Linked DNA regions of Gossypium hirsutum: region 1 is linked to region 2. Evidence: chromatin contacts called from public Hi-C data. All regions are on one chromosome and are shown on one strand. The core of a region is the stretch at or near the end of the contact, and the rest is flanking DNA. Distances in the headings are between cores, read along the strand shown. Region 1 holds the start of LOC107919920 (protein N-lysine methyltransferase METTL21A). Region 2 holds the start of LOC107920162 (type I inositol polyphosphate 5-phosphatase 2).

Region 1 (5,780 bases), core at 1,550-4,049, 200 kb after region 2:
TTTTGTCAGGTATGTTGAGAGGTGGGCTTATTGTCAAAAGCCTCAAATGGCTTCCTTTATCTGTGTGTGGTTTATATATCCTATTAAACTCTCCACCTTAAGATATTTAAACTCTCTTTGAAATTTTCTGTAATAAAAAAAGGAAGTTTCTTTTGTTGGTTGACTTCCGGTTTGATAATGTGGGTTGCTTCTTGATGTGTTTGCTTGAAGGTATTTAGATTTTCACATTAGTTTCTCTTTATTTTGTAATTATCTGTATATAGAAAAAAATGTTCCTTATTTCTGGCTTGATAATGTGTTTTTATGTTGGCTTCACAGGGTGGCTATGCGGTTGATTATGCTTCACAAGGAGCTCAGAGTGGGTTTCCAGGGAACTTCCTAAACCAGAATTCTCAAGCTGGGTATTCTCGTTTTGGTGCTGGAAATGATTTCATGACTCAGGTTGCTCAAAGTGCTGTGTGGTGATTGGCTAATGTTTTTCCCTGTTTTTTTTTTTTTTCTAAAGAAGTTATGTTTTACAGGACTACATGAATCATGGATCACAAGGCCTGTTTACTCAGGCTGGCTTTAATGATCCTTCACAAGATGATGCATCACAGAGCCACTTTGGTGCGGCTAATCCCAACCAGCTTCAGTCTCAGGTTTGCAGGATTTAATAATCCTTTTCTAACCATAAAGTTTTCTGATAATGCCTGTACATTTAAGCCACTAGCGGTAGTCTTGGTCTTGTTAAATCTGTCTAAAATCTCACATTGAGATACGGTTACATATTTTCTGACCATTTAGTTTTGGCCCATGCATTTTGTGACCTTGTTAAGTTCTTTTCTGCATTATAAATGGGAGTATTTGGCTATCTATTTGCAGGGTTTGATGAACTCTCTCTACTCCCAGCCCTTTGCACACTACAACACACAGCCACTAAACTTGCAGTCTCCTCAACAGCAGCAACCACAGCAGGGCCAGGGTTCCCAAAACCAGAATCTTCGCTATAATGGTTAATAATAAAGATGTATTTGGCTTTGATGGGTTATGGTCTTTGCAATCAGCAACTTGGTTTGTGCTGTCCTTGTATGCCCAAATATATCCTTCTCTCAAGTGCAAAATGTTTGCCAGGTCAGTTAACTTCCTGTTCGTAACCTGTAAGATGATTCCAGTTGATGGGGAATAAATATAATTGGAGTAAGGATTATATCATTAAGGGGAGTTGTTTGAACACGGGCGGTGCATCCAGTGCTGAGAAAGAAAGGATAACCCCAAATACCTACTTGGAAGTGTTGCATTGTTTTTGAAAAAAAAAAGAAAGAGAGCATTTACATGATAAGGTTTTGTTGAAAGGGTTTGATGATAAAATGAGGGCAGGTGGGTTTGTTTGAATTACTGGGACAAATAAACCCATTCATTATATGATGATGATGATGATGATGATACAGAGAAAGCAGATACAGGTGAAAATTTTTGTACAGCATGCTGGGGAAAATCGCCTGATCCTTTCAGCTCTTCCTGACATGTAATTATACATTACTCTTAAACTATTGTTAGCAAATGATGGCGATATGTTAGAAAGTGTTTTTCTAGTGCTTGTCGACATTATCATATAAAATGTGAGAAATTGGGGTTTGTTTGACTTGGCATCATTGTTAATGATATAATAGTTGTCTCTTGTCTTGATGAGATTTAGCATTCAATGTTTCATCGAAGAATATAGCTTGTAGCGTGAGTTTTACTTCAATTACTTTAAATTGTTCACTTTTATTGTTTTTGTCTAATTTCAAGTTTTTAATTAAAATTTGTTATTTTGATGTGGTAAATATATTATTATATGTATAATGTTGTAAGTTTGTTAAATTTGAAAATTATATGAAATAAATGGGTTAATGTATAATTGAAAAACATGAATTAATTTTATTTTACGACTTTTATGTATGGTGCAGAATTAATAGGATCTAACCAAGTTAAAATTTTAGTAGTAGAAACCACAAGAACTATAGACACTACTAATAGCAGCAGAATCTGACCATGCATTTAAAAGAGGTGCTGGTCAAGGCTGGGAATTCTCTGCAAGTGTTGGCTTGATTTGAAAGATGGCAAAGAAGGTATTAGAATCTTGTACTGCTGCATGAACACTGAGTTGACTCGTTTCTTGCTCAACCACTTGGAAGCCTTGAGCCATCAACTGATCCAGGCATTCACCAGTCCATGGCCTCATTTCTGTGGCGGCCCAAACTTGCGTAGCTTCTCCACAGACTCTTTTGAGCGTCTTACCCAATCCAATCATATCTTCTGAATCAAAGAACACGTCGCTCATCAAAACTATGTCAAACGTGCTTGACTCCGTTATTCCACTGTCGTCCGATCCCCAAACCAGTTGTTTCACTTCCACTTTGTCTGTAAAGCCGTTAACTTCAACGTTCTTTAAGAGGCCTGGGAGGAGCTGTTGGACATCAGTGAGTACAACTCGGGTGGCACCAAGCAGAGCTGCGGTCAAGCCAGGGAGACCAGCACCAGCTCCGAGTTCAAGGACAGACTTGCCTTGAAAATTGAGGTGGGTGGACACCCAGCGGGACAAAACAAGGGCGGAGTCCCACACCCATGAGCCGGTGAGTGGGCGACCCGTGATGGAGTCAATGGCATCGTCCAATTCTTCAACCAAAACTTTGTGGGCTGCTGCTTCTGCTACTGGGATTTCTCTTATTATGCCCATGCGCCTCCTCTCTTTACATAAACAAGAGTTGGGAGTTGCGGGTTTCTCACAATATTGGCTTTCTTCCACTTTCTTCTTGGATGCTTGGATGGTAACCATTATGTATCTTCATTCTTGAATGCTTGGAAATCCTTGAAACAACCACTATAGAACAGTTATGATAAATTTTATAAAATGTGTTTTGAAAAATTATAAATTAGTAAAATACTATTGATTTTTGACTTTTTTTAAAAATTTTATAATTTAATTCTGATTTTCTTTCTTGGGGTGGGGCGGCCACGCTTGATTGTTCAAACAGTTTGTTCCTCGTGGTTTCATTGACCCTAGCATGGTATGGGGAATCTTTGTCATGAAAATCATAAAACAGCAAAATGATATGAAGCGTTGGATTAATGAAAATAAACCACTACCGTCAACACATATTGATGACCATATATTTTTCATGCAAAATATGAAGGGATGAAGCATACTTGATTCTCCACCAGCCAAAAACACACACCCACAATTACCTAATCCAATCATGTGCAGGTTCATGTCCCTAACCAGGGTCTTGCTTGCGGCAAGAAAAGTAAATCTCTTTTCCTGGGCCAACAATCCAACGATCTACTAATAAGGTTAGGTTGATGGCAGGTCGCAATTGGCCAAGCTGACAATGCCCCTTCAAGTTTGGAAGAGGCAGCGCCATATTTAGAGCCTGGTTCCGATGCCCACCATTTGGCAGTAGGACCTTGGTTCCTTGTTTGCAAATAGGCGTCTAGGAAATTCAACCAAAAATCCTATTATAGTAGTATGGGACAATTCCCTTTATAAAATCAAACTTTATAAGCTACTACTTTTAATATTTAGAAAAGTAGAAAGTCATCTTATTATATCGGATTTAATGTACACCTGAAACACGTTATACTTTATATTTTAAAAATATAAATCCAATTCTCACATTTCATTCTACGAAATCAATTAATTTGAAAACCTTGATTTTACCTCTTATATTTGATATTCAGTCCATGTAATTTAACTTCACATAATTTGATTTCTACTTTATAATATCATTAATAAATCAAAATAGTTAACACCATTGGCTACTATAGTTAAAATATTGATTTGAAAACATTATAAACGCCGAGAATCAAATTATAATTAATTAAAATACAACTAAAAAAGCTAAAATAAAAATTTGATATCTATATTCCTTTAGCCTCTACTTGTTCCTCCTTTTTTTTCTACATAATTATCAAATTTTACCTTATTTATCTAAATAATTATTTAATTGACATTGCTCTTTTCTTTCTTTTTGAATAGAAGGGGAAGATTTCGTACTTGACTCAGTACTTTGAGGACTTATTCTATTTATTTTTTTTGTTTTAATTAATATAAAAAAAATCTCAATTAAATTATCAGTTGAACTTTACCACAATTGACATCATTGCTATTACAAGAATTAAGGTGTACATCATTGCTAGAATTAAGAACACCTGAATTCAAATGTGCTTAAACACATTTTTCTGAGAGGGATTACAAGTAAAAAGTAAGTTTTGAATACAAAATAAAAAAGAAAAAAAGTCTCAATTTAAATTCAAAATTGGGTATGTTTTAAATAAAACATCAAAATCAAATTTATTTTTACTAATTACTAAATATAAAAGAAGAATTGAATTTGAACAATTTGAGCCTTATTTTGATTTAAAATAATAATTTAAAAATAAAATTCAACCGAACTCAAAGTAGAAATTCAAATCTTTATTTTTGAGTCTTTAATTTAAAATAGAACTTGAGCTTTTGACAACTTTAATGTTAACACACCTACTCAACAGTCAACACTAGAATCAACAACTATTCCGTGTCTCATAGATAGCGTACGGCGTTTTAGCATCGGCCGCGTCATAGAGAATATTGTTAACCCTTTCAAATCGCTGTCCAATGTTGAAAATCTTGGGAGTTAGGAATTCTTTTTACTGTTACTAAAGCTCATAACTAAAAAAAGAATAAATGCTGCTCCTGCTCCACCTTTGACATCATAATACATTTTGTTTTCTAATGCAAAATTGTATGAAAGAAAAAAAGAGGGGGGGAGGGGGAAGAAAAAAGGTTATAAAAGAAACATACCAAAAAGAGAAGAGAATATAACACAGGAATATTTGCAATACTCATGCATTGAAGAGCTTTCTGAAAGGTCCATCTTTACGGTCCTTGGCAGCTTCGGTTAAAGCAAGGAACCTCTTGAACCCTGTTGTCGCAGCACCACGTCCAAGAGCAGCCGCTCTTGTTAGCACATCTTCCCGAGAAGCAATAAATCCAGCTGAAGCGGGATTTGAAATGGCTGGAACTGTACTGGCAGGTGGGGCTGGTGCCATCGATTGCCCAACTGGTGCTGCACTAGAAGGTCGTGAGATTGCTGGCGAACCTTTGTTGAAGTCATCTAAGATACTTTGTTGGTCCGATTTCTTGAGGCCCTGCTCATGAAATTTTTAAGTTTTTACTCTAGAAAAGTTATTGAATCATTTTAATGATATACTGAACTTCAAGCTGACATTCAGCTAAAACTGAAATCAAAGTCAACTTCACCTTAAGCTCTAGAATTCGCTGAAACTCCATTGGTGTTCCCTCTGGTAGCAATGCCCGATATGTATCCGCAACCGAATCAACAGGAGATAGTATAACCTGGGTAATGATAAGGAGCAAAGGTGTATTATGATAGATGGCCATAACCTGATAGAATAAGAGCTGACCAGACTTTTTGTCACAAACCTTCAAAAGTGCTTCAGCTTTGCTCATCTCTCTACTTACAAATTTTGAATAGCCAGCAGCACCAGATGTCTGCCAATAGAAGTTAAAAATTTATCAGTTCTTTCCTTTTTGCACCCTCAATTTCTCCTTGTCTTGCAAAAAAGGAGAAAGGATGATCATGAAAATGCAAATGGAAACAAATGCTTACGTATATACCAGAGGTAACTTCATTATTGAAATTGCAAAACAAATACAGTACCGAAATGAAGGGGTGTAAACCAATTGAACGATAAGTTTTCAAGCATAAACCACATCTTTACAATTTGTGTACCAGAGACCAGAGGGCCCGCTTCAA
Region 2 (5,112 bases), core at 1,502-4,001:
TCCATTGGTTCTTTTAGGAAAGCGCCATCCTCTTCTTCAGACTTCTCATCAGATATATCAGAGGAAGAATCAACAGTTTCTAGCTCCTGTTGTTCATGCACACACGTTGACCTGAGGTTTCCAAAGCTATGGTGGGATCTTTTCAATATGCTTTCTTTTAACACCACATCATGAGAACTGTAGAACATAGAGTTCTCTGTCATATTAAAGCCAATTCTTGCTGAGCTGCTCAGTACTCTCCGAAGTTTCAAATTTGAAGAGATAACTTGTGGGGTTGCATCTAATGGATATTCAGGCCAGTCTAACCTAGAGTCAAAATCGATACCATATATTCTGTTCAGCTGTAAATTTTGTCCAATAGTAGCGTCTTTTTTCAAATCTTGCCCTTCAAAGTCATAGCCAATAGCAGTCTCCAAATGCTCATTAATCATCACTTCTGATGGCAGAGCATCAATTTTATCTGCTAATGCATCTGCAACTGAAGAAGTTCTTAAAACGGGAGAAGGGGGAGCACTATAGCATTTGTGCTTGGTTTCAGGTTCCCAATATTTGTTCAGTGTTCTTCTAATGATTGCCTCCCATTTTGGAATTGGCCTGCTATCCTCAGCTCCAAATACATTTCCAGCATTCAAAGGGACTACTTCTTGGAAGCTGTCCAAACCAGATCTTGTATTAGATTATTCAAGGAAAAAGTGGAACATCTAACATCAATACCTATAATCGAGTACCGACTACTAAGATTTGAGAAGAAATCTAGAGAAAAGAATCCAACAGGGAAAGAAAATACCTACCCAATAATGTAAACATCAGCTGGCTCTTTCGTACAAAGCCAATCATCAATCTCAAGATCGTCACATGGAAGTCTTCCAGCAACATTCCAAGTGCTTATTGTCACCCTATAGGCAACCAATACATGTTTCAATAAGAATTAAAACAGTAACACCTTAAAGCTTACACTTTAAGTTTAAGCATCTTGCAGTCAAACCTCACATCCTTGGTGTTTATGTACTGTGCACGCAGAGTTTCCGACTTTCCCCTCCTGTGTCCTAATCGATAACCCTTGGAAGGTGCATCTGAATGATGAAACATCAACACCATACACAAAAACCTTTAGAGCTGACAAATAGTTTAGATAATAACTGCAATTCATGACTAAGTAGAGCAGATATTTATGAACAATCCTAGTAAATCAGGCAAAGCACAGACGAAGAAATCAAATAGTGCCTGGAATTTGGTTTCTGCACTCAGAATGGTTCTCCAATGTCCTATGGTTGTCATCCTCACTACCATGCAATCTTGAATCTTTAAGAGAATAAGCTGGATGGATATTGCAGAAAAAATAAACATCATCAAACAACAGAAAGAACGAGGAAGGATAGGTTGGTAAACATAAGATGGTAATACCATCATCTTCACTCTCAGTTTCAGTGTCGACTTCATCTTCACTAAAATCATACACCTTGGGCTTTATATTCAACCATTTCTTCATCACAATGGATGGCCAAAAGGCCTGCAATCAAACACAATTGACCAAGTTAATCATTAAACCATCGCTTTCATCTAAATTGCAATTTTGGGTACAAGCAAAAAAAAAAAAAACTTAACAAGCATCAAAACAATACCTCAGAACGCTTTCCCCTCCTAGTTTTCATAGTCAGAATTCGAGGAATAGACAGCGTACAAAAAACTTATATAGTAAGTTTCCAAAAAAAAAGGAAAAACAGGTCCTTGACCTTGAATACGGAGAGACAAGAGCAGGAGTATGATTGTCACTGTTCTAGGAGATTAATATATAGAAATCTCAAAACCCATTACAGAGGCCTTAATTTGGCTTATTTGATGCCAAGCACAAGGAAAATTCATGCTAGGACCATTCAGAAAAGGACAGCAAAACTATGACCATTTTTAACAGACATCCATAACCTCAAATTGCAAAATAACTTTTAAAAAGAAAAGAAAAAAAGGTATTCTGAGTGATTCTCCTCCCACACCCCAATTGCCTGATCTAAAATGCCAAACTAAGCAAATCATAATATTATAAGTTGTAAGTTGTAATCCCCCAGAACAGGCCCGTAAAAATCAAAATGTCGCTTTCAATACAAGAAAACTATAGTGTCTTAAACCAAATTATAATGCAACATGCTTTGTATTCAAGCAATCAAATGTCAAGGAATCCATTGACATTAAAAGAGGAAAATTTTTAACTCGTATGAAAACCCAGCAGAATTGAACCAAACAAGCTAAACCTAAAAGATAATATACAATTATTGATGAAAAACTGCTGGCTCCTTACCTATAAACATACTAAGAACCCAGGTCATCAAGTAACCCTTAAAATAACAAGAAAAATAATTACAACCACAAATGTTGAGAGCAAACTTAGAAACTTGATGACATGTTATAAAAGCCAAACCAAAACACTGACTAAGACAATCAACTCATAAATGAGGAAGAAAATTTTGATTCTCTACACCATCAGCAACCAAGATTTGGTTAGACCCCACCATAAATATATATACATATATATAACTTGAACCATGAAGCATTCCACTAAACAAATTGGGAGGTTGACACTGGACACTTAAAATAAACTAGGTTAAGTCAAATCGGTAAATTAAACAAATATTTATTCAACAACAGCTGAGACCCAATTGGTTGGACGGTTTTTTAATGCAATTTGTATCTTTTATAAATAGATTTCATGCAAATTATACAATAATACGTTAAACTTTATCTATCAATATAAAAGTAAACCATATTATAATTATGCATGAAGAATAAGATTATATACATCATGAACTGTAATAAAAGGGACCACATAAGTATGATCATCGCACTATATGTGAAGGTAAATAGATTTGGGTTTCAACTGATACGTCCCATCTGTTTTTCTTTCAACTTTTTTTATTAAATAATTGAAGTTTTCATTTATTTTTTATTTTTTTTAAGGAGGAGGATGTTTTAATTATTGAATGGTGACTTTAACAGCCCTGCAAAGAAGAAGAAGAATAGGACTAAATAGCAAAGGCCAGTAGAGGAAAGGGAAGAGAGGCAAAATAGAGGCATGTGAAAATGTGTACGGATGCGTTTCTACGATTTAATAGTTGAGATTTAAAAAGTGGAGACCAAGACAAGAAGTATTGTGTTCTTTCTGTTTAGGTACAGACAAGATGATTGCGACTTGGACTTAAACTTGTCCCTAAATTCAACTTGATTTGTGGCCTTCCATCATTTTCTGCGTTGAAATAATGCTTCATTATTAGCATGTATGGTGGGATGAGATTTTTTTCTCAAGGTCTTTTTAGGAAAAGTAATTGCAATTTATTAATAAATTGGATAAATAAAATTTTACACCAAAATTTTCAAATCAATATTCGATTCAAAATTTGTGTGGACAAATTTCTAGCATGGTGGAACAATTTCTTCTTTTCATCTCCTCTCTAAAAGTCAAAGTTCAAAATTACGATGGCTTCAAAGAAGATCATCATCAACAAACTGTTAAACTATAATAAAAAAAACATAAAACTGCAATAAAACAAACAAGAAGCAACCTTTTCTGTGAAGGACATTTCTAGAATGTTAATAAAGAAACATAGTTTAACAAATAATTAAAGAGTATGATTGACTTGAAACCTATACGAATGTTAATATGAAAGACATTTCTTCTAGAATGAGCCTTTTATTTGTTGTGTATGACATGAGATGGTGGTATGACATCCCGATATTCTGGCTTGGCGAGAGAGCTAGGTATAGAGTGTTACATTTGGTGGTATCAAAGTTTTAGGTTTATTAACTCTCGAACCTAGGTGGTTGTTGTGTGTTTGGGGTTTCAAAACCCATGTGTTTAAATTTTTTTGGATACTTGAATTGTTTGAAATATCACTATTAGAGTTGCATGAGATTGTGGAAAATGCCATTGATTGAATTGTATGCGGAGTAGGATTGATAACACATTGCCGTTAGCCTTGAGGTTTGCTTGTAGGAATGAGACTTGGATCATCTCCTTGCCACTCACACCATTTATTTGTTCGTTCGTTTGTATGCTAGATTATTAGATATGCCTCCTAGACATGTTAATGTGAGTGCGGATGTATTCGCATGTTCTGAGTGCATTAGCTAGTAAGTTGGAAATTTTGATAGGAGTGCTTGTTGAGGGTTTCATTCAAGCCAGATTAGGCAACAAAAGCATGGTGGTAGATTAAGGTTCTACACCTTTGTAAATTTTGAGTGACTTAGCTAATAGGTAGAGAATTCCAATAGAGACTATTAAATTAGAATCAACGACCGTAATACTAGTCTCAACAATTAAAAGTAAATCCGAGCTATAATCAACGTAATACGAAAGGAATATCATAAACTTAAGAATAAATAGTCTCTGGAAGCATCCAAAATATCATAGCCAATATTAGTAAAAGTCTATCACGTTGCCTTATTCCCTAAACATAAACAAATAAAAATAACACCTACGAAATCACGGAAATGAACTTGCTTGGATCATCTCTCAGAACCACACTGCTCACATCAACACTTAACCACTCTACAAGGGTTTAAAAGGAGTGGGTGAGCTTAACAAGCTCAGTGAGTGCCTAGAACAACTACCATGATAACAATTCATAAATTATTAACAAAACAACCATAAAGCACAACCACAACAATTCCAACTCTAGTGTCATATTATACTCACTCATGCATTATTTACTAGTTCATTTAGATAGTAATCACATTCAATTTTAAGCATATATCAAATTACACATATAATCACATAACATTCAAGCATATATCACAATACTCATATAATTACATAACATTCAAACGTTTATCACCATACTCAAAAACATCTTTATAGACAAATTTCATAATGGTCACATGTCATATAAACACTTATCACAATACACAAATATTCATAATTTAAAATAATTTGGCACTTAAGTTATGAAACATAAAAGCGAGCTCTATCATCACACATAGAATACACGGATCTCCAAGACACCAAACATAGACTCATAGAGTCAAACATGTCCCAAAAGTGAAGCATAAAGCTAGTACTCTTTTTATTTCCCCTCACATGTCCCGTTGAATGGAGCTTAACTCACAGTCCCTTATCCCTCCAAT

The links. A called contact is a pair of places that touch in the nucleus more often than the background predicts.
Region 1: a Hi-C map of leaf shows a contact between it and region 2, with 2.6 times the contacts expected there. The contact joins the promoter of LOC107919920 here to the promoter of LOC107920162 in region 2. A contact is called at or near these places in 2 of 34 Hi-C or Micro-C datasets (both in leaf).

The regions. Positions count from the first base shown.
Region 1 is chrA08:112,952,883-112,958,662 of Gossypium_hirsutum_v2.1, forward strand. LOC107919920 (protein N-lysine methyltransferase METTL21A) reads right to left here and starts at 2,800. Exons shown (of 1, transcript XM_016849362.2): 1 at 1,883-2,800. The coding sequence starts at 2,800. The coding sequence ends at 2,039. LOC107919919 (regulator of nonsense transcripts 1 homolog) reads left to right here. Exons shown (of 29, transcript XM_016849361.2): 27 at 319-441; 28 at 522-641; 29 at 865-1,668. The coding sequence ends at 999. LOC107920334 (vacuolar protein sorting-associated protein 53 A) reads right to left here. Exons shown (of 25, transcript XM_016849994.2): 23 at 5,447-5,515; 24 at 5,264-5,359; 25 at 4,520-5,151. The coding sequence ends at 4,846.
Region 2 is chrA08:112,755,618-112,760,729 of Gossypium_hirsutum_v2.1, forward strand. It overlaps LOC107920162 (type I inositol polyphosphate 5-phosphatase 2), which reads right to left and starts at 2,752. Exons shown (of 11, transcript XM_016849707.2): 1 at 1,623-2,752; 2 at 1,405-1,510; 3 at 1,225-1,317; 4 at 986-1,073; 5 at 792-896; 6 at 1-651. The coding sequence starts at 1,652.